Linked DNA regions of Sus scrofa: all the other regions are linked to region 1. The links are chromatin contacts, called in public Hi-C and promoter capture Hi-C maps. All regions are on one chromosome and are shown on one strand. The core of a region is the stretch at or near the end of the contact, and the rest is flanking DNA. Distances in the headings are between cores, read along the strand shown. Region 1 holds the start of SPIRE1 (protein spire homolog 1). Region 2 overlaps PRELID3A (PRELI domain containing protein 3A). Region 3 overlaps PRELID3A (PRELI domain containing protein 3A). Region 4 holds the start of CEP192 (centrosomal protein of 192 kDa). Region 5 overlaps SPIRE1 (protein spire homolog 1).

Evidence for each region. Promoter capture Hi-C pulls out the DNA fragments that hold promoters and counts their contacts. A called contact is a pair of places that touch in the nucleus more often than the background predicts.
Region 2: a contact with region 1 is called in a Hi-C map of brain, with 10 times the contacts expected there. The contact joins the enhancer-like site here to the promoter of SPIRE1 in region 1. A contact is called at or near these places in 4 of 5 promoter capture datasets (fetal liver, fetal skeletal muscle and liver), 8 of 47 Hi-C or Micro-C datasets (brain, embryonic fibroblasts, epiblast stem cells and 3 more) and 1 of 2 datasets of contacts at active chromatin or transcription factors (alveolar macrophages).
Region 3: a contact with region 1 is called in a promoter capture Hi-C map of skeletal muscle, with 5 times the contacts expected there. The contact joins the enhancer-like site here to the promoter of SPIRE1 in region 1. A contact is called at or near these places in 3 of 5 promoter capture datasets (fetal liver, fetal skeletal muscle and skeletal muscle), 4 of 47 Hi-C or Micro-C datasets (embryonic fibroblasts, omental adipose tissue, retroperitoneal adipose tissue and 1 more) and 2 of 2 datasets of contacts at active chromatin or transcription factors (alveolar macrophages and skeletal muscle).
Region 4: a Hi-C map of skeletal muscle shows a contact between it and region 1, with 7 times the contacts expected there. The contact joins the promoter of CEP192 here to the promoter of SPIRE1 in region 1. A contact is called at or near these places in 1 of 47 Hi-C or Micro-C datasets (skeletal muscle) and 1 of 2 datasets of contacts at active chromatin or transcription factors (alveolar macrophages).
Region 5: a contact with region 1 is called in a Hi-C map of omental adipose tissue, with 2.5 times the contacts expected there. The contact joins the enhancer-like site here to the promoter of SPIRE1 in region 1. A contact is called at or near these places in 4 of 5 promoter capture datasets (fetal liver, fetal skeletal muscle, liver and 1 more), 23 of 47 Hi-C or Micro-C datasets (adipocytes, adipose tissue, alveolar macrophages and 15 more) and 2 of 2 datasets of contacts at active chromatin or transcription factors (alveolar macrophages and skeletal muscle).

Annotation. Positions count from the first base shown.
Region 1 is chr6:96,931,388-96,936,741 of Sscrofa11.1, reverse strand. It overlaps SPIRE1 (protein spire homolog 1), which reads right to left and starts at 2,719. Exons shown (of 18, transcript XM_021096025.1): 1 at 2,135-2,719. The coding sequence starts at 2,432.
Region 2 is chr6:97,169,443-97,174,796 of Sscrofa11.1, reverse strand. PRELID3A (PRELI domain containing protein 3A) reads left to right here. Exons shown (of 10, transcript XR_002344989.1): 3 at 1,696-1,830; 4 at 2,041-2,424. Among named protein-coding and RNA genes, the nearest start is that of PRELID3A, 29 kb to the left of the region's middle. Within about 2 kb of position 2,251, at least 43 of the 83 cell types and tissues checked have an H3K27ac peak or open chromatin away from gene starts, as enhancers often do. A contact at or near this core is called in brain and embryonic fibroblasts, where this site is marked.
Region 3 is chr6:97,145,263-97,150,616 of Sscrofa11.1, reverse strand. All of the region lies in intron 8 of PRELID3A (PRELI domain containing protein 3A), which reads left to right. Among named protein-coding and RNA genes, the nearest start is that of PRELID3A, 53 kb to the left of the region's middle. Within about 2 kb of position 2,211, at least 15 of the 83 cell types and tissues checked have an H3K27ac peak or open chromatin away from gene starts, as enhancers often do. A contact at or near this core is called in fetal liver, fetal skeletal muscle and skeletal muscle, where this site is marked.
Region 4 is chr6:96,731,835-96,737,188 of Sscrofa11.1, reverse strand. CEP192 (centrosomal protein of 192 kDa) reads left to right here and starts at 3,389. Exons shown (of 54, transcript XM_021096019.1): 1 at 3,389-3,658. The coding sequence starts at 3,548.
Region 5 is chr6:97,111,380-97,116,733 of Sscrofa11.1, reverse strand. SPIRE1 (protein spire homolog 1) reads right to left here. Exons shown (of 18, transcript XM_021096025.1): 18 at 2,143-5,254. The coding sequence ends at 4,996. Among named protein-coding and RNA genes, the nearest start is that of PRELID3A, 87 kb to the left of the region's middle. Within about 2 kb of position 3,158, at least 2 of the 83 cell types and tissues checked have an H3K27ac peak or open chromatin away from gene starts, as enhancers often do. A contact at or near this core is called in omental adipose tissue, where this site is marked.

The sequences.
Region 1 (5,354 bases), core at 1,470-3,969:
ATCAAGATTAAATGTTCAGAAGACACTGTGCTCCCCACAGCCACGCAACTACTCTTAATACTAGGAGGAAATAAACTAATATAAACAATATTTTAGTATGAACTTCCCAGATTTTTACTCAATCGGCCTTAAAATGCTCAAGATCATACATATCAGCAACACAGACTGGGCTCTCCCCAAAACCAGCAGCAAAGGTCACCAGCAGAACTAAGAAGGAAGAGAATGGATTACAAATCCACTATTGCTGCTGTAGGAAACAACTCTGCCATTCTCTCCAGAAAGAGTGTGTTACACTGAGGTCAACATGGTATCATACATAGTAATGATGTAAAAAAAGAATACATTTCAACATGAGGTTATGATTTTTTTAAAAAACTACCAGCAGAATCCAGCAGTCTTTGATAATTAAACTACTAATAGTTCACAAACATAGCTTAAACTATACTCTCTTGGGATTAAGCTCAAGGACAATGTAAATTCGGAATTGTTCCTTTTGGAAATCACCACTACCAATGCCACTTGTTTTTGTTTTGTTTTGTTTTGTTTGCTTTTTAGGGCCGCACCTGCAGCATATGGAAGTTCCCAGGCTATGGGTCGAATTGGAGCTGCAGCTGCTGGCCTACGCCACAGCCACAATACCACCAGATCCGAGCCACATCTGCAACCTATACCACAGCTCATGGCAACGCCAGATCCTTAACCCACTGAGCGAGGCCAGCGATCGAACCTGGGTCCTCAAGGATACTAGTCAGATTCGGATTTGTTTCAGCTGAGCCAGAACAGGAACTCCCCCAATGCTACTTCTAAAACCAGGCTGCACACAACCATTTTTCCCTTTGAAGACATGGCTTTGCTATATTTTACAAAAGCATCTTTTCATGTCATGTTAATAAACTGTAAATAAACTGCAATTATAAATATTTCCCACTAACATTAAGTCCAAGTTTAAAAGCAACAGACATCAAATAGACTAAAAAATTGTCTTAAATAATTTCAAAAGAATCCTAAAAAGACTAGCTTTAAATAAATAAAAATTCTAAAAATCTGTTTATCTGACACCAAAAATAAATAACTACTCTGTTGGAACTGAAAAAATTGATAACATAATCTTGACTGTTCTCTACCCCGATCAATTTAATGAGGATTTTCATTAGATGTCACATTATTAATTCTGAAGCACATCTTTCACCTTAAACATTTTGACACTTCCATCAACTTCCTAAAAGTGAGGGTGGATTTTTTTTCCTGTTTTTAATAGATTTGTCTCTCGAAAGACTGAATTAGATAAAAACTGATAGGAGAAACCTATTATCCACCTCTTTTTCATCCACAGAAATTTGGGTAAGCCCTAGCTATATGCTGACGGGTAGGTAATAGTCTTCCAGAATTTACATCAGAAAATGACCTAAGTAAAATCCACTGTACCTATTTATCTGACAACCTGTCAACTTTTTAACCTCACAAGCCTGTTTTCCATCACAACAAATTGTAAGGTGCACGGAAACCATATTATTTCTTTATTTTTATCATAATTCAGTCGCTTCCTCCATTTCTCCCAAAATAGCTTTCTCTCCTCAGGGCTCAATTGTCTGCATTTTCAACTGAGAGAACCTGGTGTGCAGTGGTTTAAAGTACTACCAGCCTCTCGCTGGATGAGCGCAGCCTCGGGACAGCCGGCCCGGCCAGGTCTCTGGAAGCCGGCAGCGCCCAGCGCGTCCCACCCGGGCTCGGCCCCGAGCACCACCCGCGCGTTCACACGGCCCAGAGCTTTCCGCCTGCGACCCCACGCCTCCCCGCCGGCCGTGGGCAGGGGCGCTGGACAGGCCGCGCACTGACCCTGGAGCCCACACGGCTCCCGGGGCCACCGCCCACGCTCCCACCGCCCGAGCTCCAACACCTCCGTGAGGGTGAGGGGCACGGCGCGGAAGGACGGGGGGCGGCGGCCCCGGGAGCTGCAAGGGAAGGGCCCGGGGCCTCGGCAAGGATCCTCCTGCGAGACATGAAGGGAGAGTGGACCGGGGCGGAAGCGCCGGGGGCCAGGATGGGGATCGTCCGTGGTGCTGCTGGAGATGGGGGTCGCGGTGGGGGAGGGTCCGCGGCGGGAGAAGGGATAGCGGGGCGGGCGGAGGCTCACCCGAGGCGGGGGCCGGCTCTCCCGCATCGCCGGCGGCAGGCTCCAGGGTGACGGCGCCGTCCCTCCACACGCGGATCTGCGCTGCCGAGCGCACCCGGCGGCGGGGCTGGCGGCGGCCAGCGTCCGAGGCGCGCAGAGAGCCGCAGCATTGGTAGCACACGGCCCACGCCTGCTCCTCGTTGATGGGCTGGTTATAGAGCCGCAGGATCTCCTCCAGGCTCAGCGCGGCCGGCGGACCCGCGGCCTCCCCGGGGTCCGGAGGCCCCTCGCCGCCCTCCCGACCGGCCGGCTGAGCCATCCCGCGGGTCGCGCCGCGCTCGCAACGCCGCGTCGCCTCAGCTGCGGAGCATCGTCTTTGCGCGCCGCCGCCGCCTCATCCCCGGAACCCCGCCCAGCGGGCCAGGCGCGCCGCTGCGGGTAGAGGGCGGGGACGGGGCGGGACCGGGGCCGCCACCAGGAAGGGGACGGGCCAGGGACTGAGCCGGGGAGCTGGGTGAGAAACCAGACGGAGAACCTGGGCTGGTCAGGGGGCCTGACAGGACCGCCACCAGCAAGTAGCAGAGCAATGGCGTCCGCGGCCCCGCCCCCAAAGCCCCGCCCGGGGCTAGCCCCGCCCCCTGGTCTCGCCCCCCGGGTAGGTCCCTCTTCCTAGCTCCGCCCCATAGTTAACCCCGCCCCTTAGTCGGCCCCGCCCCAAAGTCCCGCCCCAGGGATTCGCTCCTCCCCGTCCCGCAAAGGCTCCCGCCGAGTGCCAGCTCCTGGGCGCTGGTCCAACCACCGCACCCTCTCTCTTTCGGGCCAACCCTCACAGTGCCCTTGCTCCTCCCGGTACCCGCGCCCTGCTCTGCTCTGTCGGGTACTATCTCCATCAAGGCACCAGACAATTGGCTTGGATAACCTCCCTATCCACTCCCAACTTCACCCTAAGCCCCAAGAGGACTGGATCTTTAATGGGTTTTACTCACCAGCTTTTTCCAAGAGCGCATATCAGGGCCTGAGGTACAAACTTGTTGCAAATTATCTGCCGATGGTAACATTCTACTCTGAGATTAGTGCCGAGTGAGAACCTTGAGTTGGAAGCATCAACCAAGCAAGGAAAGAACCTATAGTAAGTACCAGTAAGCCTTTTAAGGCAGTTATTAGATATGGCACTCTCGACATTTTTTTTTTTTTCTTTTTAGGGCTACACCTGTGGCAAATGGAAGTTCCTGATCTAGGGGTTGAATCCATGCTGCAGCTGCCAACCACAGACACAGCATCCCAGGATCTGAGCCTCTTTTGCAACCTACACCACAACTCACCACAAAGTGGGATCCTTAAACCACTGAACGAGGCCAGGGATCGAACCCATATCCTCGTGGATACTGGTAGGGTTCACTGTTGCCGAGCCATACCGGGAACTCCCAACAATTGCATCTTTTAGTAGAAATTACTGCAGTCTATTATTAATGACCAAGATACCACAGTACATGTAGCAGAATTAGGGAGAAGAGAAGAAAACAGGAGAGAATATAAAAGGAAGAAACTGAGTGAGTTCCTGCTATGGTGCAGTGGGGTAAGAGTCCTACTGCAGTTCAGAGATGCAGGTTTACCACTGCAGTGCATTAAAGGATCCGGCATTGCCATAGCTGCAGCTTCAATCCAATCCCTGGCAGGGGAATTTTCATGTGCAGTGAGTGTGGCCAAAAAAAGAAAGAAATTGAAAGACGAGAGGAAAAAAAATTCTCCTTAGGCACTCAAGTATAATATCATTACAAGAGAGAAAAACAATTATTTAACATCACTTAATCATGGGTTTATAATCCTTTTTATAAAAATGAAATATGTGTGCCACAGCCCTGAGTAGAAAACAACCAATTCCTTACATGATATTGGTAGGATGTATATATATGCCTCTTGATTTAGAAACACAGAAATTAGGGAGTTCCTGTTGTGGCACAGTGAAAACAAATCTGACTAAGGACCATGAGGTTTCAGGTTTGATCCCTGGCCTCGCTCAGTGGGTTATGGTTCCGGAGTTGCCGTAAGCTGTGGTGTAAGTCACAGATGCAGCTCGGATCTGGCGTTGTTGTGGCTGTGGTATAGGCCGGCAGCTACAGCTCTGATTCGCCCCCTAGCCTGGGAACCTCCATATGCCATGAGCATGGCCCTAAAAATACAAAAACTACAGGAAGTATAAAGTCTAGGAGTTCCCATTGTCACTCAGCAGGTTAAGAACTGGACATAGTGTCTGTGAAGATTTGGGTTTGATCCCTGGCCTCACTCAGTGAGTTAAGGATCCAGCGTGGCTGCTAGCTGCAGTGTAGGCTGCAGACGAAGCTCAGATCCAGTGCTGCCATGGCTGTGGTGTAAGACCACAGCTGCAGCTCCTATTCAACCCCTAGTCCAAAACTGCCATGTGCTGCAGGTGCAGCAGTAAAAAGAAAAAAAAAAAAAAACTCTAAGAAAAAAAACGTAGAAATACCCCCACAGAAACAATTCCTAAGTGTTGCTATATTAAAAGTTTAGACCATGTGTGAATTTTGAAAAATAGAGAGGGCTTAAAAATACTAGATTGAACAGAGCAGAAAACCAGCAGAATGGTCTACGTTTCTAGACAACACCACCATCTTCTGGCCTTATGGGATATTGCTGCAGCATTGCACTTGGACAACTACAGCCGAAAGTCAGTAATATTTTTGTCCTTACCTCATTCCCCTCAAAGCAAGTAAATGATCTAATCAGCTGAACAATACATGAGCCAGACTGTTGCTACTCCAGCAGGCATAGGTCAATAAGTAAACCTCAAGTAAAGGTAACAATGACAGGAAAAAATCCTAGCTATCTTCTATTACAAACCTAGTCATTGTATAACCTGTACCTGATGCTTTTTTATACAAAGACAGTATAACTGCTATTTTTTTTTTTTACCTTTTTTTCTTTTTTGGCCGCCAGAGGGCATATGGAGTTCCCAGGCCTGAGCCGCAGTTGCAACCTACCCTGAAGCTGCAGCAATGCTGGGTTCTTTAACCCACTATGCTGGTCTGGGTATCGAACCTGTGTCCTGGTGCTGCAGAGACACCATCGATCCCATTGCACCACAGTGGGAAGTCCTGTACTATTTTTTAATATGATTTCCAGAACCCTTTGCAATTTGGATAAGCCCCACCGTCCATCATCTCCAGGGCTCTTAGAAAGTGACTGATGACAATGATGCAAAGGCTCTCAGATGCTGACATAC
Region 2 (5,354 bases), core at 1,002-3,501, 240 kb before region 1:
GGGAAATGCCTGACCATGATACATTTGCTGTAGGACCTAGGGACAACTGTGGGCAACTGGACAGATGGGTAGAAATGAGATGGAGACGCAGGCTGGGGGGCGGTGGGACCCATGACAGTCAGTGAGTCACTCGAGAAGCGGATGTAGAGAAAGAAGGGCAGAGGGGAATAGGCGTCTGCAGGGGAGGTGGGGAAGCAGGGGGCAGAGTTTCCAGGAGGGTGTGCAGCACCAAGGCCCAGGAGGAGAGTGACTGACAGCGCCTGTCAGAGGGGGTTGCGGATGACGGATGAGGGAGTTCTGGGAGCCCATTACGTTCACGGGAAGAAACAGCAGTAAAGGAGTGGGAAGAGCAGGTGCAAACTCTTCCTTTGAAACGTTTAGATGAGAAGTTGTGGGGGCAGTCTCCCAGATGCTGTGCAGTGGGGCAGGGGAAAGGAGTCTCCATTTCTAACAGACTCTTGGCCAATGGAGCTGTTGCTGCTCCTGGACAAGACTTGATGGAACAGAGTGAGAGAGAGGGTGGCCTTTAACTGAAAATGGAGATAGCAGCATAGGACTTCAAGCAGGGTAGTGACTTTGATCTGTTGTTCAACAATCAATGATTGATGGTGTACCTATTGTGTTTCTGCCTCTGGAAATACCAAGAATAATGATAACCTAGTTCCTGATGGTCATAACATGTGGTTCTGAGTCTTGGAGGGGAGTGTGTACAGGTTGAGATGTAACCAGAAGTGCTGACACCTGAGCCAGGCTTGGCTGGCTAAGACCCGACAACTGTGTGTAAGGTCAATTTGAAGGCGAGGGGGGTCCAGAGAACAGTGGAACTAGCGGCCACCCTCATATCACTAAGTAGTGACTCTGTGCTGAGATGTTTCCTGGTTAGGGTCTCAGCTTCCCTACAAACTCTCAAGACAGTGTCCTCTAATGTGGGGTGCCTGGGTGATTCTGGGAACCTGGCATCCAGCCCCATTTCTTCAGCTTCATGCTCAGTGTGTATTTGTGGAAAATACTAATTGTAAATGGTGACGCTCTTTAGAACTAAAATGACATCCCTGAGCCCAGAGTCTAGTGCAGGGTGTGTTCCACAGCTGGCCTGGGCACAACTGCCTGTCACACAGCGCGGTTGTGAAGGGGACTCTTGGAAACATGATTCTCATCTCGGTTCTACCCTCTGTGTGTGGTCACTCAGCACTTTTCCACCTCCTCCAACCCTAATTTGCTCATTTATAAAACAGGGACAGTAACACTTATGTGGGAAGATTACTGTGAGCTTAGAGCCATAAGCGGTAAAAGTCAGTGTTGATGGTGGGGCCAGAGGCCCAGCCCAGGGCTTCTGGCTGTTTCCCCACTCGCCACTTCACTGGCTCATCGCACAGGTTAAGCTCAGGTGCCAGCATGGTGAGGGTGCTGCCCTCATACCTGCAGCTCATTCTGGGGGGTTCACCCCCTTCTCCAACTAGCATCTTGCCTCTTTGCACTTGAACTGTATTTGTAGTGGGCAGGATAAATACATACCTAAAAAGAAAAAATGATTTTTCCTGGGTACAATGGGGAAAGAGTCTCTCTTTCCCTTTTCTTAGAGCATCTGCTCTAGAACACTCCCAAGTCCTTGTCTTTTGAGACATACATAAATGTTTTTAAAGGCTAGGTAGGCCTTTTTGCAGTTGTGCAACCCAGGAATGTTTTTTTCTCAAGGACCTGGGAGCCATCTCCACTTCCTGGAAACTCCTGGCTTCAAGATGCAACCCTACTTCCTATGGGACAGTCATGAGAAATGTGTTCCTCCGGATAAAGACATGTAGCAAACACAAGCGGCCACTGCAATTGCCGGTGAGCTTAGGTTGAGCCCTGACAAGCGATGCTGTCAAATCCTGTCACTTGAGAGCAAGGACGGAGGGTCACACATGCTTGGCTCCATAAATGGTGGGGTTACTTAGGGTCTTCAATGCCCACAGTGGAAAGCCCAAGAGGCCCCCACATACCAGTGTAAAGCATATTCCACACTGACGCTGCTTTCTTTCTCTGCCCCTCTGTGGAGAGGTTTGGCAGGCTAGCAGAAGACCTGTTCGTTATCCTTCCCAACACTGGGAACTTGCCTGGCTAGAAGGTGCTCTGGGAGAATTTGAACCACCTGACCGGAAGGAATGAGCCCTGCCTCGGTTGCGCAGTGGTGGCAGAGCAGGCTCTGGGCGCCTGCAAGGCTTCTGCCCGCTGCTCACGTGATGAGCAGGAGCCCCGCCCACCGTGTCAGCCCGCCCCGCCCAGTCCCTCCCACGCCCCGCCTGGCGCGGAGCAGAGCATCCTGGAGCAGCCAGAGCCCAGGGCATCTCGGGGGCGGAGCATCCTGAGTCTTGGAGCATCCCAGGCCGCGATTTGCAGCGGCTGCGGCGAGATGAGGGTCTGGAGCTCGGAGCACGTGTTCCGGTGAGCTGGCTGTGGCCGCAGTGCGTCCGGCCTGGGCCTAGGCTGTGCCCAAGGGCGAGCGGTGAGGTGGCAAGAGGGCCCGGGGTGGGGAGGATTGCGTCCTTGGACCCCGCTGGCCTGGTTTCACCGTGTACTGGGGCAGTCGTATGAGCCAGGAGTTAAGACCTGCCATGCTGCTGATCATGAGAGGGCGCCAGCGTGGGCAGGTGAAGGCTTTTAGCTCCAATGCTCCGTGAGTGTGGACCGCCTCCCCCTGATTAAAAATGCCCTCGTGACTTGTCATGTCATCTGTGACACTCTGTGATATTCTTTCATATTCTTTAAAGGAACAAAGGTTTTTAAATTCTCTGACCCTGCTTAGAACAGCATTTCATTTTTGAATTAAAACAATGCATGAAATAGAATTGTCTTCCTTTGGCCTTTTTATGTAAAATTATAAATTTATCAACAGGATTAAAAACTCTGAAATTATTTTAATGACATCTTTAGGCTTGATGGGATGAAGTTTTAGTGTTGAGTTTTGCATAGCTTGCAGCCTTTCTCAGCTGGGGTTCCATTCCCAGACTGACTCCAGAGATTTTCTCAGTTCTTCCAAGAATGGGACATGCCGGGCACCATCTAAGTGCAGAGAAGTTAAGTCATTGCAGATTGTAGATGCCCAGGCAGTGCACTCAGGTGGGGACTCCCCAGAAGTTCAGGAAGCATTGGTTGACAAGCAGAAGGGAATTGTCAGCTGTGAAAAGTCACAGATGATAAAATTCCCTAGCTTAAAACATACAACTCAATGACTCTTAGTAAATTTATGGAGTTGTACAAACCTCCACAGCCCAGTTTTAGAACATTCCTTATCCTACAGAGAACCATCATGCCATCTGCAGTCACTCTCCACTCCCTTCCCCAGCCTTAGGCAACCACTGATTTGCTTCCTGTTTCTGTGGATTTTCTGGACATTTCAGATAAAAGTGGTCATATAGCACTGGGCCTGGCTGCTTTCATTTAGTGTGATTGTTGAGGTTCATCCACGTGGTAGCTTGCGTCCCTATGTCAATCCTCACCTTGTTGTTGTATGTCCCTAGCACATAGTAGATGCTCAGTGAGAGGCTGAAGAATATCACCCTTTGAAGAGAGTGTGATTGTCCACCAAAGGAATTCCAGCCAACCCTGAGCTGCTGTGGACTAGGCACAGATCCCCTGCCATGGATTTCTGACCTGTGGGATGCAGCTGAGGCGAGGCCATGTGGCTGCCAGGGAGATTGATGTGGAGCTCTGCAGAGTGGCACTGAACTGGGAGCCTGGCTTCCTGGCTGGGCAGTTACCCAGCAGTTTTCCCCTTGCTTAGTCCCTTCAAATCCCTGATTTTTTTTTTTTTTGAAGATTATGCAGATTTTGTTTTCTTTTTATACTTGCTTTCTCTTTATATGTTGTTGAATATTTGATGGAAAATTAATAAATTTACTCTTTAATGGCGAAAAACCATCAGACACAAAAACTTGTCGTCTTAAAGTTTTCCTCTAATGTCCACATCCCGGAGACACCCTGGGACCTGGAGATCAGAGCCAAGGCAGCATAAACTCCTACATAAATGGAGAACCCTTTAGTTTAAATAGTAGTAGAAAATACAGGACTGATATAGAAACATATAGGAAGGGGCACTTAAAAATTAACAGGCTTTTTAATGCAGGTTTGTAAATCTCATGCTCACAGCACTGACTGAGATTTCAGATGGACCTATAACAAAATCTTCAATAACAGAGCCAACACGCATAGATTTCTAGCAGACCACACACTGCCTGAATTCCAGCAGCTCTCAGGGTCCATCTCAGAGAAGTAAGGGTTTGGAGGAGAAGATTCCCTAGAGCAGGCTTGCTTTCTCTCCAGGAGCAGGGAAAGCCCCCTCTAAATAAGAGAAATTGAACGTTACACGTAGGAGTTGTCCCCTCCCCAGTGCTGCTCTCTCCTCCTCTCTCCCATAGGCAGTCATGAACTTGGTAGGTAGCCTCCTGAAGGTCCACTTGATATTTGTGTGTATGCAGGTTTATACATAAACAAAATGTAATACTGATGGTTGTTTTAGAATAGAAATCAATGGCACCATCTTGTATGGATCTTTTCAGTTGTCCTTTCTTCTTACCAGTGTTTTCTTGAGATGTGTGTGTGTGTATCGGAGATCTATGTATATGTGTGCACACACATGCGTGCACGCACGTGCATTTGTATCTCAGCTGTATGATATTCCATTGGGTGAATAGTCACCATTTGTCCTTTTTCTTGTTGAAGGGGCATTGTTTCCCTCTTTATTACAAGCCCTACTGAAGTGACCTCTCCTGTATGTCTTTCTGGTCTACTTACTCGAGGGCCTGCTTAGGCTGGGAGTCCTCTAACTCTTCAGTCTAGGAACTCTTTACACTCTTAGAAAATGTTGGGGACCCCAAGCAGTTTTCGTTTATGTGGGTTAAATCTACTAACATTTACTGTATTAGAAGTTAAAACTGACATGTTTTAAAATATTCATTAAAATTAGCAATAATACTCCCATGACGTTAAAATAAATTTTTTTTTCATTCAAAAAACCTTGTTTCCCAAGCCCTCCCAAAGAGTAAGAGTGGCACTGTTTTGTTTATTTTTTGCTGATTTTTATCATGTCGGGCTGAATAGAAGATAACCTGATGCTCACATCTGCTTCTGCGTACAGTGTTTGCAGCTTGTTGTTCCAGTGGGAGTAAATGATTAAAATCCAGCCTCACATGGTGTGTGAATAAAACCCAGTTGTGAAAGGTAGGAGTGTTTTAATAGTCTTTTAAAATAGTCGTGGCTGTTCTTTGCTATTGCACAAAACAAGCAATAGTTTTTCAAGTTGATTGCAGGGTAAAATCTGACACGCCGACCAGAGTAATTAGCCCTTCTTGTACTTTGAGTGAGTCTTTCTCCTG
Region 3 (5,354 bases), core at 962-3,461, 210 kb before region 1:
TTAATGAAACTGACTAGCATCCATGTGGACACCGGTTCAATCCCTGGCCTCGCTCAGGGGGTTAAGGATCCAACGTTGCCGTTACCTGTGGTGTAGGTCGCAGATGCAGCTCAGATCCTGCATTTCTGTGGCTCTGGTGTAGGCCTGTGGCTACAGCTCTGATTGGACCCCTAGCCTGGGAACATCCTTATGCTGTGGGTGTGGCCCTAAAAAAAAAACAAAAACAGGTTTTCTTTTTTTTCTTTTTGCTTTTCAGGGCCACACCCACAACATATGGAAGTTCCCAGGCTAGGGGTCTAATCGATGCTGCAGCTGCTGGCCTACACCAGAGCCACAGCAATGCCAGATCCAAGCTGCATCTTCGACCTACACCACAGCTCACTGTAATGCCAGAGCTTTAACCCACTGAGTTTGGCCAGGGATCGAACCCGCAACCTCATGGTTCCTAGTTGGAGTCATTTACGCTGCGCCACGATGGCAGCTCCCAAAAAGGTTAATTTTTGTGAATTTCACCTCAGTAAAGAACAGGAAGACATAAAAAAATACATCCATGTAAACACAGAGCTGAGACATCCAAAGAAAACCATTGTGTTGGTGCCTTTGGTAACGTCCCCAGCATTTTCTCTCTCCTCTTTTTCTGCAGATCCTCTTGGTCATATGTTAAGCTTTCTGGATTGCTCTTGGAACTTTCTTATAGTTTTTCTCCTCTTTATTCTACCTTCTGGGAGATTTCCTGGACTTCAACCTTCCAACTCTCACTAATTTTTATCTTGGCAAACGGTTTTCTAAATTTCTAAGTCTTTCCTGCTCATTGTAGCATCCTGTCCTTCCTTCCCAGATGTAGAGCCTTCACTCCTATCTGTAGTGATGAGTGTGAAGGGAGCTTTTCTCTTCGTCCCACTTTCCCCTGATGTCTCTTCATAGTGTCACCAATGGGAAGCATCGTCTTTTACCCTGTGACCCTTTCTGCAGTGAACCTCTTGTTCCACAAACTCGGGGTGACTCTGGATAACCTCATAGAGGTAATGGTCTAAAACTTGTCATGTAGGGAGTTCTGTTCTAGAGGGAGACATGGAAACTCATTTTGGAAACTGGTTTTAAAAAATATTCATCTATTTTTTATTGAGGAATACTTGACTTAAAATATTATATAAGTTTCAGGTATAAACGTAGTGATGCACAATTTTTTAAAGGTTATATTCCATTTATGGTTATTATAAAATATTGACTGTATTCCCTGTGCTTTTAGCTTATTTATTTTAACACATAATAGTTTGTATAATCTTAATCCCCGGAGTTCCTGTCGTGGCACAGCAGAAACGAATCCAACTAGGAACCATAAGGTTGTGGGTTTGATCCCTGGCCTCCCTGAGTGGGTTAAGGATCAGGCATTGCTGTGAGCTGTGGTGCAGGTCTGATCCCGTGTGGCTGTGGCTGTGGCTGTGGCTGTGGCTGTGGCCAGCAGTTGTAGCTCTGGTTAGACCCCTAGCCTGGGAACCTCCATATGCCGCAGGTGCGGCCCTAAAAAGCAAAAAAAAAAACCCCAAAAATCTTAATCCTCCATCCGTCTTGTCCCTCCCTCTCCCTGCTCCCACTCATACCCTTTGGTTTGTTCTATCTGTGAGCCTGTGCAAACTGCAGTTTCAGAGTAGGCACAAGTGCCAGAAAGGGTGGATTCTCGTGAATACTCTACAATGGCTGGAGTATGCAGAGGTGCCCTGCATAATTTTGCAAGGAAATTGCATTTTTAGGGCAAGGACAGTTTGTGAATGTCAGTTATTTGGCTCTTTGATTTTTTGGTAGACTGAAAGCATGTGTGTATGTGGAGGTTTTGTTCTCCTGTGCATTACAGTACAAATACATTTTTTTCTTGAGGGGGTCAGTCATGAAGAAAGCAAGCAATAATGATTATCTTCAGAGGCTTTTTTTAAGCATAAAATTGGCTTCGGAACTTTCAGTTTGGTCTGGAAGTGGATTCAGTGTTTATCTGTACAGCTGTATTTGGAATTCACAGTAAGAACAGTGGTAAATATTGTCTGACAAAATAGAGGAAGCAGTGTGTCGATGGCTGTGTGAAACTTAACCTGGATTTCTAATTTGGGATCGATTCTCAGCTGGCGTGTTTCATAATGAGTATCCCTCAGCACTGCTGTTGTGTGGTGCTCGGGGACAGCCTGGCTACTGAGTGGCTCTCAGCAGAGACCAGAACATGAGGGCACTGGGCCGCGGAGGCTCTTCCCCAGAGGGTCCTCACTGCTGCTCTCTTGGCAGGGTCGCGAGGCCTTGGAGTGGGTGATCGGCCACCTGAACTTGGAGCTGGAGGGCCTGGCAGCCCCTGCCTGCAGCAGGGCGTGAAGTACCACCGGCCCCTGGCCTTGCGCTTCCCCTCGCCCAGGACACGAGACACAGGCTGGGCAGCAAGTCAGCGGCCGGGGCTTGATGTGCACGCTCTGCGCGTGTGTCAGAGGGGACATTCGTGCTTACTGCCTGTGTGTCCAGGGACTTTGAGGAGAGGGACTCTGGAAAGGGGCCGAATTTGCTACATTTGGGCCAACTGGTTACCTTTTCTTTTTTTTTTTTTTTTTTTTTTTTTTTTTTTTTTTGGTGGAAAGGTTTTTTTGTTTAAGAAGTTAACCCTTTGATATTCCCTTCTCTAGTAACTAGAGTATCAGTGAAAAAGGGAACAGCTTTCCCACACGCTGTAACCTTCCAACACTTGGATGGAAATACTTGTGGGCGTCGAGCTGCAGGTTTGCTATGGTCAGGGACAGTTCTCGGGAAGAATGATCTGTCAGGGCAGCAGCGGGTTTTAAACATTAGAGCCTGAGCTTGGCCTTGGAGCGTATTAATTCTGTAGGTTCCAGGCCCTCGGCCCTGGTATCCTGCCAGGTCTGATGTGGCCCAGGAGCTGCCCCGCCAACAAGCGCTGGGCCTGGGCCTCTGCCCTGGGCTCTGCGGCAAACCTGCCAGTACTCAAGTTTCCTGCTCTACAAACATCACTTAATTTGTTTGGCAGATTTCATGAGACCTTAGATTTCATCTTGGAGATGGGTTTTTAAATATATAACAAGTAACATAAAGCATCCCTATATCATTTTAGTTTCTGAACATGAAATGAGATGCATTTTTCTTTATGTTTTAACTGAACCAACCATTTTAGCTCTTTTTAGAGAAATGAGTATTAGGAGAAACTAGTTATTTTGATAATGTCCTATTACTTGCCTAAGGCTTTTTTTTTTTTTTTTTTTCCAAAAGCATAGAAATAAATCCAGAATTCTGTCTTTCCTCTGTTTCCTCCTTTATATCTCTGTTACAGTGTCCCTTAAGTCTGGTGGAAATCAAAGTTGAATGCACTAGTTACTGTGTCACCTCTGCAGATAAACCAGAAGTTACTGGGCTGATGCTCAAGGGAAACCTAGAGTGCTGAATACTCTTTGAAGACACTTCTGCCCATTTGGCATTAGAACCAAGTGTCTCTGTCTGATTTGTGCCAGTGGCTTCTGGCTTCTCAAAAGTGAGTGACTTTGCTCCAGCACTTCCGTCCTTGTGGTGAGGAAGGGGGTGCCATGTGCTGGGAGTCTGCGGTGAATTCCCCTTTCTTCCCTGGCAGATCTCTTACAGCAAGGCCTTAGGGAATGTCCTTGTACTAAGAACAGACAGCTCCGCCTTCAGGAATGTCTGTGTGCTGAGAACAGATTTTCACAGGCCCTCTTACAGCTTCAGTATCCACAGGAGAGTCAGGGGACTTTGGCGGCTGGGGGAGAGCTTTGTGAACCTGCTGTGGGTTTATGGAGTGTGTGGTGAGCCCAGGCTTACCCTGTGAGCCCTAAGTTTTGTTCCTACGTTCCCATGTGTACAGTGTGGATGCTGGAACCTGCCTGATGGGATCCAGGCAGAGAGTGGGCATGAAGACCTCCGTGCAGCCTCACAGCTCCTGGCCACAGTGCTCTCACCAGGGTGCTGGCCCATCGCTGCACCACAGAGACCCTGCGGGGACTACTGGTGCGGCTGGTACTGGGGATACTGGCCTCACTGGTGGAACATAATATTTTGGTGACAGTATGTTTTTTTTTTAAAAAACTTTTATAATTACTAGTACGAGTTAACACCAGTGAAAGGGGCAGGCTCCCTGTGACCCTCCCCTCACCTGGCCTTTATGAATCCTTGTCCGAGGAGTTCCCGTCGTGGCGCAGTGGTTAACGAATCTGACTAGGAACCATGAGGTTGCAGGTTCGATCCCTGGCCTTGCTCAGTGGGTCAGAATCTGGCATTGCTGTGAGCTGTGGTATAGGTTGCAGACGCGGCTTGGATCTGGCGTCGCTGTGGCTCTGGTGTAGGCTGGCGGCTACAGTTCGATTAGACCCCTAGCCTGGGAACCTCCATATGCCGCAGGAGCGGTCCTAGAAAAGTCAAAAAGACAAAAAAAAAAAAAAAAAAAAAAAAAAAAAAAAGAAAAGAAAAGAGTCCTTGTCCGAAAGCCACCAGGGAGTTTGGGTCTTTTGGTCATGAGCTGCCAGATCTCCTTGCTTGGCCCCACGCTGGGTGTCCTGTAGTAAAGGCTGCATTTTCCTTCACCACCACCTGGGGGCAGCAGATTGGCCTTGCTGTGCATCAGGGGAGCAAAACTGGGTAACAGTTTTGGTGACCCATTTGGAGCAGGTATCTAGCTTGTGGCAACCCATGGATCTGGTCTGGCAGCTGCCTGAGCACTTTGGCCTCAGGGACAGCCTCGAGTGCTGGCTACTGACCTGACATGGCTGGCCTGTGGCATTTCTGATTCCATGGTGAAGGAGCAAGACTCTGGTCCTGGTTTGGTCTGGTTGGCATCTCTGGTAAGTGGTGGAATCCCCCTTCGACCACACCAGGGAACTCTCCCTACTGGTTTATTGACTGGAACTTCCCTTTTCGGAGGGAAAGATGTCAAACTTTGTCATCTCTTTTTAAGTGGAATGCCACTTTGATTGTCTTTGCCTTTTGGCCAACCAGTACTGCCTGAGTGACAACTAGAAAACTCCCTGTTAGACCAAGGCTTATCTGCACCCCTGTCTGCAACGGCAGATGAGAAACTTTCCAGGAGCTCTGGCTGTGGCACAGCAGGTTAAGGGTCCGGTGTTGTCCCTGTGGCAGTGTGGGTTTGATTCTCGGCCCAGCACAGTGGGTTAAGGATCCAGTGTTGCCACAGCTGTGGAGTAGGTTGCAGCTGCAGCTTGGATTCAGTCCCTGGCCTGGGAACTTCCATATGCCATGGGTGCAGTCTTTAAAAAAACAAACACTTTGCAATCTAGTGCTTGGGAACTATGACCCTGAGAGGCCACCAGGTAATGACCTGCCTTGGTCTGGTCTGTCTCTGGTGA
Region 4 (5,354 bases), core at 2,140-4,639, 200 kb after region 1:
CAGAATCTCTGCTCAGTGGGTAAGATTTCAGAGAGACAGCAGTGGGTGATGGTTTGCAAGGAGATCTTAATTTTCTGCTCAGGAATTGACCAGGAATCCTAGCCACTAGACTAGCTAGAGGCTGAAAGCAGAATTGCCCTGATTCTCGCTCCCCCGCCTCTGTTGAAAGCAAAGGTGGAGTCAAAAACTGTCAAAATAGGTGTCAATTTATCTTTAAAAACACAGTACAACATGTGGGAGAGCACAGAAATACAGAGAATTAGTCTATTTATCTAAGACAGAAGCAAAACAGTAATACACACCCAAAGGAGTAGTGAGGGTGCAGGTGTCCCCCCCTCAGTTAGGGTCTGCCAGAGAGGTGACTTAAACCACTCATGTGGAGTAGTTCTTCTGCTCTGTCTTCCTTTAGCTAATTATCTTGCTTTATCTTTCACACCTGACCAGACCCAGGGCCCTCCCTGATCTGATCTTTTGGCCAAGGTGGATTCCAAAGCAGAGCAGGGTGGGTAGGTTATTTAGACTTATTATGGCCTGGCACCCCCTCCCTCTCTGACCCAGAGGGGGGTCTCTGCGCATGTGTAGTTGGGGTGTCCTTGATCCTGAGGATGGGGAGTACCTGACCTCTTTGTTCTTTTGTCCAAGAGGGCTCAGCCCCTCTTTTGATCCTGTCATTACCATTGTTTAACAAGTTCACAGAAGTTATTTGCCTTGTGCCTATTGTATTTCTATCTTGAAACATAGACAGGTGGCTGGTTGTAAATGTGAAAACAAGAGGCTAGTTGTTATGTGTCTATCCTGGAGCGCATTTATCTTCTGCTTCAGGTTCATACAATAAATTCAGCCTGATCCTACTTTATTTGCCTTCCACCGTTATTCCACACTCTTTTAAAAAATTGCTCTATAAAGAAGTTCCCGTCATGGCTCAGTGGTTAACGAATCTGACTAGGAGCCATGAGGTTGCGGGGGTTTAATCCCTGGCCTTGCTCAGTGGGTTAACGATCCGGCGTTGCCGTTGCGGTGACCTGTGCTGTGGGTCGCAGACGCGGCTCAGATCCCAAGTTGCTGTGGCTCTGGTGTAGGCTGGTGGCTACAGCTCCGATTAGACCCCTAGCCTGGGAACCTCCATATGCCATGGGTGAGGCCCTAGAAAAGGCAAAAGGACACACACACACAAATTTGCTGTATAAAAAAAAGAAAAAAAAATTGCTCTAAAAAATAATCTCTTTAAAAAAAATCCTTCTATTCAAGCTTCCACCCATATAATCTCTGACCTCCATTGATCTACTTACTGTCTCAAAACCTGTAATTTCTTCTTAAGGTTTGGAGCTTGTAGACACACAGAAACACAACCTGAATGTTGAGAGTTAAGTTTTTCGTTTTTTTGTTTTTGTTTTTTGTCTTTTCTAGGGCTGTACCTGCGGCATATGGAGGTTCCCAGGCTAGGGCTGTAGCCACCGGCCTACACCAGAGCCACAGCAACGTGGGATCTGAGCCGCGTCTTCGACCTACACCACAGCTCACGGCAACCACGGATCCTTAACCCACTGAGTGAGGCTTCCTAGTTGGATTCGTTAATCACTGAGCCATGACAGGAACTCCGAAAGTTAAGTTTTATTTGGGGCGAGATTAGGACTTAAGTCCAGGACAAACTTCTTAGGTAGCCCTGAGAAACTGCTCTGAGGTGAGGGAGGAAGCTAGGATATATGAGTTTTTGCAACAAACAGGAGGTAATAAGAACGAAAGATTTACGGATAACCAGATTTACAGAAGATGATTTATGGAAAACCAGTTTTTGTGGGAAGCCATAAAGGTCTTTGTGTAATCACTCTGTTGATATGGTTTCCTGAGTTCCCTCAGGGCTGACTGGCCCACCCTTGGCAGTAGCTGTTCTCACAGATGACATCTTTTGTTTTGTCCACTAACTTTCCAAAGAGGAAAGGAGGAATATCAAGACATGTCATACAGGTGAAGGGGGAGGTGCATGTAGCCTTGCACACATTTTACAGAAGTTTGCTGCTGGTCTTGTGAAGGTTACTACTAGTCACAGACATTAGTCATCATGAATGAATTTCAGTGTTTTTCTAGATATGAGAAGATGCAATAATTGGGCTCATAAAACCTTCCCCTAAAAATATCTAATAGTCTGAAGATCTGTTCATCCACTTTTCCCAGAGCGCAGAAGCCTCAGTCCTGGTCTCCACCCTGAGCTTAGGTCAGGGGGTACTGTGGGTGGGCAGCTGCAATAGAGGCTGATGGCAAGTGCTAAACTTCAGTTAACAAGCTCCTGTAAATCCATAGGACTTTCATAGACAGTACTTTCTTTGGAAATGAGTGCCTTTGAACTTATAAGTTATAATAGTTCTTAGTACTCATACCTGCAACTCAGGGATTTGGGGCTTTGCCTCTTGAAACGCCAATAGAAACTGACCATTTTTAGTGGTGGGGGGCAGGCACGTGAAGGCACTTCCAGCAAGACCAAGCATTCCCCACCTCCCGGTGGGGGCATCTCCCAGACAGCAGTCCGGCCTCCCTGCCGCAGCCAGACGCACGCCCGTCTGCGCTGCCCACTCTGGTGTGCACCCCCCTGACCCGCTCCAAGCACCGCGTCAGCGAACAGGGGCAGAGGATATTGAGTCAGGACAGAGGCCTGCTGACAGCAGTCTTAACCTTTGCATCCTCCCCAATTTCTACACATCGACAGTCAGTTAACTTTCTTCAGATGGTGGCGGGAGTCCCAAGAGGCCAAGGGACCCCGTGAGCTCAAAGGGCGGGGAAGAGTGAGGCCTCCGAGGGGAAGGACAGGCTCAGGAGGGTCCCGCTGATTGTGACGAGCCCGGGGCGTGACAGCGAAGCGTAACGGCCTAGGGCGTGGCCTCGCGGAATAGGCGGAGCCGAGGCGGGGCGGGCCTCGTAGGGTTGCTCGACCTTGGGCTGGATCTCTTGGGGTACGAAGGACTGGGGCGTGGCCTTACGGGGCTCTGTTGGGCTGAGCGCGGGGGCACACGGAGTTATGGTGGGCAGGGCGTGCCCTCACGGGGCTTGACGGCCGGGGGGAGGGGTGGGGCGGGCCCCCAGGGGTTTGACGGACATGGGGCGGGGCCCGCGGAGTGTAACAGGCGGGGCGGGTGTGTGGCCTCGCGGGGTAGGGAGGGCCGGGGCAGGGAAGGTCTGAGGATTATGAGGCTGGGGGGCGGGGCCTGGAAGGGAGTCTCACGGACTGGGGCGGGGCCTCGCGGGGTATATAAGGGGTTGGGGGGCGTGGCCTCGCCGGGTATGGATGGCTGGGGGCGGAGCTCGCGGGGTATGACGGGCCGAGGCGGGCCCTCGCAGGGTGTGATAGGGTAGGGGTGGGACCCCTCGGGTATGACGGGCTGGGGCGGGGCCTCGCAGGGAATGACGGGCCGGGGGTGGGGCGCCGCGCAGCCCGGGGCGCGCAAGCAGCACGCGGGAAGCACCGCTGCGCGCGCCCTGGCCCCTGGTCCCAGTGGGCTGCGGTCCGCGCGCAGCCGCGCCTCCCTCTCGGAGGCGGGAGGAGCCTGCCGCAGCCATGTTTGTGGCGCGCAGCATCGCGGCGGACCACAAGGATCTCATCCACGATGTGTCTTTCGACTTCCATGGGCGGCGGATGGCCACCTGCTCCAGCGACCAGAGCGTCAAGGTGCGCGCGGGGCCGAGCCCGGAAGTGGGGCAGGAGCGTGCGGGGCCCGCCATTGGAGCGGAGAGGCGCGTGGAGAGTTCGGTCCTCCCGATGTGAGGCGTACTCCTGGGCACGAGGCCTGGAGGTCGGCCGGTGGGCAGCCTCTGTCTTCCCCCCGGGTATTGTGGGATCACCGTCGCCCGAGGCCGCAGGGGGCGCGTGCTTGTACGCATCACGGCGGCGTGCGCGCCCCCGCGTGGGGGACGCCGGGCGCGCGGGTCAGCCCTTCTCGGTGGGAGCGCTGTGGCTGGCCCGTACCCGGGCCCTGGGTCCCAGAGTCGCCATCCGCGCCGTTTGGGTTTGTCCTCGCGGCGTCCCCGCCCTTCCGCAGACAGGCCGCGCGGTGAGAGCTCGCTCCTCCGGCTGTCGAGTTGGCTTGCGAGGGGCTGGCCCTCCGCCCTCCGTTTGGGTATAGCGTTAATGTCTGTTAACAGAACAGGTTTCCTTACCCGCTGAGTACTCGGTCTTCTAGTAGCTTTGTGCGCCAGCAGTGTTGCAGTGAAAATCATCATTAACTTAGCTTGTTGTATTTCTCCGGTGATTGCCTTAGGCACATTCCAGTAGAGAAATGAGTGCATCTTTTAAAAGCTTTTGAGAATAATCTGTAGATTGCCTTGTTGGGCTTGTATTACAACCGACGTAGAAGAGTATTGTGTTATTATCGTCCATGTCGGGCATCATCAGTGCAGTTCAAATTTTTGTTGTTTTGTTGTAGTGAGTACATATAACAAAATTCTCAACCACTTTTAAGTATACAGTCCAGTGGTATTAAGTACGTTCATATCTTTGTGCTACCGTCACCATCATCCATCTCCAGAACCTTTTGATTTGGCACTGTGCCCATTAAACATTCACTCAAAAGTCCCCCTGCCCTTGGCACCCACCTATCTGCTTTTTGTCTCTGAATTTGACTCCTCTGGGGACTCCTATAAGTGGAATCTTAAAATATTTATCTTTTTTGTGACTGCCTGATTTCACTTAGCATAATGTTTTGAAGTTTATACATGTAGCATGTATCATGATTGCTTTCCTGTAAAGGAAATATTTAAGTTAAACTTAAAAATTTTCAAAGGCTTATTGTTGGAGTTCCCACTGTGGTACAGAGGGTTAAGGATCTGGCATTGCCACACCTGTGGATTGGATTTGACCCCTGGCCTGGCTGGAACTGCCATCTGCCCCAGACACAGCCGAAAAAGGGGGGCGGGTGCTGAATGTTGTACACACCACGTTTTACTTATCACTCATCTGTTAGTGGAGATGGGTTTCCTCTACATTTTAGTTGTGAATAATGAATGCTGCTATGAATGTGGGTAAACAAACACCTCTTCAAGATCCTGTTTTCAGCACTTTTGGGTGTAGATTCAGAAGTGGAATTGCAGGATCATGTGGCAAATCTTTTTTATTAGAGGAGTTCCCATTGTGGTGCAGTGGAAACGAATCCGACTAGGAACCATGAGGTTGCAGGTTCAATCCCTGGCCTCACTCAGTGGGTTAAGGATCTGGCGTTGCCCTGAGCTTTGGTGCAGGCCTGCAGCTACAGCTCTGATTCAAACCCTAGCCTGGGAACCTCCAAGTGCTGCAGGCGCAGCCCTAAAAAAAAAAAAAAAAAAATTTATTGGCGTATATTTCATTTACAATGCTGTATTAGTTTCAGGTG
Region 5 (5,354 bases), core at 1,909-4,408, 180 kb before region 1:
TTCTCGCTGCACCTTTTTTCTTCCTCCGTATGGTTTCCTTCCGTTTTTACACCGAGTTCGCATAGGAATTGGATATTCAGGTTAGCTGTACAGACATCCGCAATGTCTCTTGGGTACTGCCAGTCTCCTAAACACGGCTGCTCCTGGGAGGGGTAGGGGTGTGACATTTTCCACTGAGTTATGCTGGGTGGTGGTGGTGGGGTGGTAGACAGGGCAGGGGGCACAGATGAGCCCGGCAGGCACAGGGTCACCAAGGCAGAGGAGAGCACCTAGGGCAGTCCGGTGTCCAGCTTCCTCAGGGTTGCCCCCCTTGTGTCCCTTCAACTTAGACTTGCCAGAGCTGCTGGGAAGACACCCTAGTGCAGGGGCAGCATCTGGCCCCCCACTGTGGAGCATCCGGTGATCCCTCGGCTGAGTAACTTCCCAGGGATGTAAGTGAATTGCCGATGTCCCCATTTTCAAGAGCCTACTTTCTAAGAACCATGTCCTGTCAGTTCTGAGATCCTTCTACTTCCATTCCTTCAATACCATGGCAACAGCTCAGATTTTGCCACCACCATCAAAATCCAACAGCAGAAACAGCTGCACAAAGTTCTGCACAGTAAAATCTAAGTACATGAGTATTTACATTATGTACATTTCAATGGAACAAGTTGAATAGCATTGAGACTTCAGTCTGCAGGCAGCGTTTTATATTAAGTAGGTTCTTAGTGCTTAAGTTTTTTGGATGGGCAAAGGGAGAGGTTTCTAGGCTGGCGGGGGGGAAGAAGGGGTTCTGATGAATCTGTATCTGTGTGCATACATGTGGCAGAGAGCAGAACTGAATCCTAAAACACATGCATGCAACCGAGTCCTTTCCTACAAAAGTTCTCCCTATGAAACCAGACGCTGATGATTTGCAACCACACACCCTCTCCACAGGAGCCAGAAGGAAGAGGACATGGTTTTAGACCCCATGGTCCCCTCCTGGTATCCGACGTCTCCGTGTCTCTGGAATCCAGGAGGCACAAGAGAGTGCTCTGATCTGGACTCAGAAAGTCAGTAGACATCTGTCTTTCTACACATCTCACAGAGAAACTTTAGTGGAAGAAGATCCTAAAATACATCTGGCCAATAAGGGAACAGCTTGTGTAAAGGAATGAATATCAAACTGAATATCACATAATTAAGATACATAAAGGGCCAATGATGTGCTCTAGTTAGGTAACATAAAAACATTGAGAATTTTCCTGAATTCATTGTGGGTTTAAGCTTCCTAATTTTTTTTTTTTGCTATTTCTTGGGCCGCTCCCACGACATATGGAGGTTCCCAGGCTAGGGGTCCAATCGGAGCTGTAGCCGCCGGCCTATGCCAGAGCCACAGCAATGCAAGATCCGAAACGCATCTGCAGCCTACACCACAGCTCACGGCAACGCCGGATCGTTAACCCACTGAGCAAGGGCAGGGACTGAACCCGCAACCTCATGGTTCCTAGTCGGATTCGTTAACCACTGCGCCACGACGGGAACTCCCCCTAATTTTTTCTTAAGCCTTTCCTCCCCACCCCCTCCCCGGCCATGCTTGTGGCATGTGGAAGTTCCTGGGCCAGGGATGGAACCCATGCCAGAGCAGTGACCTGTGCCACAGCAGAGGCAATGCCAGATCCTTAACCTGCTGTGACAAAAGAGAACTCCCTCTTATGCCTTTCAGAACTACAAGAAATTTTCTTTGATGGGACATTTGAAGAACATACCCCTTGAGGAAAAAAAAAAAAAAAAAAAAAAAAAAAAAAAAAAAAAAAAAAAAAAAAAAAAAAAAAAAAAAAAAAAGAACATACCCTTGAGGAATTCTATTTAGAAGAAAAAAAACAAAAGCTCTATCTTTCTCTATATAATTTGTCCCACAGATGTGACTTCTTTTATAATAAATTGTTATATACTAGTTATGGATTTTAGTTTCCTACCCCACTGAGGTGAAAAAGGAGGCAGGCTGCTTGGTGACAAAGCAGTTACAGTGGTGGCTCATTTTCAGTGATTTCCTTGTAGACTGTATTTCTCAAACTGATCATAAACCCCTGATACTAACTTCCCACCCTAGGTGGTTTCTAACAACTAGTTACCAAAAGAAATTGCCATTTTACAACAGGAACTCCACACAGAAGGCATGATGGAAAGTCATTTATTTTTCCCCCAGATAAATTTCAAAATAAAAGACTTTAATGGAAAATGTTTAGTACCGTCATGTCACGCTGAATGCCAGCAATACCTCGACTTTTATACACACAGGAAGCCAGGTCGCAGTGTACACATTTCTTCATGGCCCTTCAACAGTTTGCATGTACAAAACTGCCTGCTATTTTGCTTTTGCAAATAGCAACGTGGTTTGAAATTTTCATGTGTCCTGTGTGACACCTAAAATCCAGACTTAGTTTATTAATACAGTTAAAAAAATAAAAGCCTTGAAAAATTCCCATTATGAGTTCATGGTGCTAATTACATGGGGTGAGCATATGAGTTCATGGGATCTCATCAAATGTAAGATCATTAAAAACTCCATAACAACCTTCTAGTTTAATCTGAAAGGCTTAAGACTTAAAATCTAGTAAGACTGCTAAATCGATGTACAAATCAATTACTTGGTTTAACATTTACTCGCCTTGGGAGAGTTAATTCTCACTGTCCACTGGAATGAATGCCTTTCGAATATTAATCACTATATTACAGTATTTACAAGCATTCTTAGCTATTGCAACACTGGCAGCAAGTTAAGCTGTGAGAAGGGAAACAAAGGTCTCCCTGCAGGGTGGGTTCATGGGGTGAAAAGGAGGATCTGGGGGGACAGGGTGATGCTGGGGGTGAGGCAGGGGACCCGCAGAAAGTGCCGAGACAGGACAAGGAGGAGCAGCGAATCGGGAGTAAGGAACTGAGGGGACGAGGCTGAGGGCTGTAATCACCACACGCTCTTAGCAAGAGGCCCTCTGGAAGTGACCATGAGGCCGAGGAGGTGGGGCATCCATAAATAAGGGAGGGCTCAGCACGAGAACGTGTCCCTGCACATGGGGTACCCACCGTCTGAGCTGGCCACGTGCCTTCTTCCTCTGCTTCCTGCAGACTGTCCCGGGAGACCCTCCCGCCTGAGCTCCCAGTCCACGTGGCGGACCCCAACTGCACTGTTACCGCTCTGCCGAGAGGCCTGTGCCCCAGCGGCCTCACAGGATCAAACTCGGGGCAGCTGCGGCCAAGACTGGTTTCATGTGCTGGTTTCATCTGCTGTGTGAATGCAGGCGCAGCTCTCATCTGGGGCTACTGCTTCAAGACACCTGTAAACCGGTCACCATGTCTCGAAGCGCACTCTGCTAGCCGGGACTGCGCATGGGGACAAGCCCCGCCTGCCACCTAGCATCCCTGTCCCAGGGGTGGTCAGAGGCTCCACCAAACAACCCAGGCTCTAGAGTCCAAACTGACCTTGGAAAATTTTACAAGTGAAGTTCACTCAAAACAATGTTTACAGCTCTTAAGTAAGAGTCTTTACAACCATTTAAACATTTTCAAAGTCACTAAGAGTTGCTGGTGGCCCACTTTTACCTGCAAATACAGACAAACTGTTCACATGCATTACTTCAGTCAATTGGTAAAGTTTATTTTATAAGTATAAGCAATTTTAAGCCATTTACTAATTTATAAATTTCAGTCATTAAAAATTCGCAGCGCAGTTCTGAGGTATCACTGTTAATGTACTACAGAAATGTTACCCTATCTGGACATGGCATGAAGTGTGACCGCCATGCCTTGGGTTAAGTGGTGCTGTCGCAGCGCTGACTACGGAGAAGCTTCAGGGAACCGCAGAGACTGGCACCTTGACTGGGGTCATTGCTGGGGACATTGCTAAGCATCCAAAATAACAAGGGACGGCCCAGGGAATGGGCCAAATAAGCCGAGAGATTACTGGTGTACAATGCTACCCTCCAACCTACCTCACCAAACCCCCACCCTGCTCACTCAAGCCGCTCACAGGGAAAACGTGTGCAAAAAGCATCCAAAAAGCCTATCAGCAGGTTAATTTTCTTGTAATTTTAAAAGAACTAGACAATGGTTTTTTTTTTTCCATTTAAAATTCACTTATAAAAATAAATAAATTTCAGTTTGAGACCTTAGGTACCAAATTGTGGCTGAATTTAGGCGTGATGGCGAGACTATAAAGTTATGACACTGTGGTTGGGAATGTGGGGTTCCAGCTCACTCCCTGCAGTGCGGCCCACAAGGGCATCCTTCACGGTCACAGTCTTGTCACAGCTGGCCAAAACGCTCAACCCCTGGACAAACTTCTAACCTTTCTTTGACCCAAAATACCACAAAACTTTACTTCTGAGATCCCCGTTATGAAAGGACTGGTAACCATAATACATTCAAGACAAGAGCAGAGGAGCTGTCACTGCTCCGAAGATGCTCCCCCACTCGGGGCAGAGCCAGCAGCGTGGAGGACACGGCCACCCACCTGGAGCAGAGCGGCATCGACGTCCTGCACGGGCGTGGCCCTCACCCCAGAGAACAGTCCCACACAGTCAGCCAGAGAGTCAGAGCAAACCCTGCGGGTTCTGTGCTGGGACAGGCAGCGCTGCGCACATCGGCGAGGACCATGTCCTGGAGATGCCATTGTGACTTAGCGCGTGCGGGCAGCGCCGAAGTCCACGCCGTCTTAGACCCAGTTCGTGCTGAGACGCTTTCTGCCTTAGTCAGACAACTATGTGAGGAGCAGTAAAGAACTGAACTAAGGAAAAAGGTTCTGCCTCCACATCCACACACACACACACACACAAAAGCAAGTTTCAAACCGCTGTCCTCTCTCAGAGTGGACAAGCCACTGGCTGACCTGTCATGTGTCATCGAGGTGAACACAGTACTCAGTCTGTGGAATAAGGTGATGCAGCAGAAACCTGCCCTGATGCAACCTCTAGCCCGAGGCTGAGCCGGGCCAGCTAGTGCCCTCCACCGAGGCCGCCGGGCACAGGGCAGGGCTCAGACCTCGCTGATGGTCCTCTCCGAGGGCCAGTACTCCGAGGGGCCTGCAGAAGCCATGGAGAAAGACTGGGTTTTCCTTTTCAATCGGGCTCTCTTGTTGGCCAACACGAGGCTATGCCGGCTTGAACTGATGATCTCTGAAATGAACTTTTTGCAGTCTACACACACCTCCATGGCACTCCAGTCCTCCATCAGCTCTTTGGGAAACTGTAGGTCTTCATCTGATTTGTCCACAGACTTGGATTTTGAAGACAATCTGGGAAAAAACAAAAACATTTAAAGCATACGGGATTGTTACTTATAGTTCTACCACAATACTAAGAACATATGTGCAGAAAAAGTAAATTTGCTGCCAA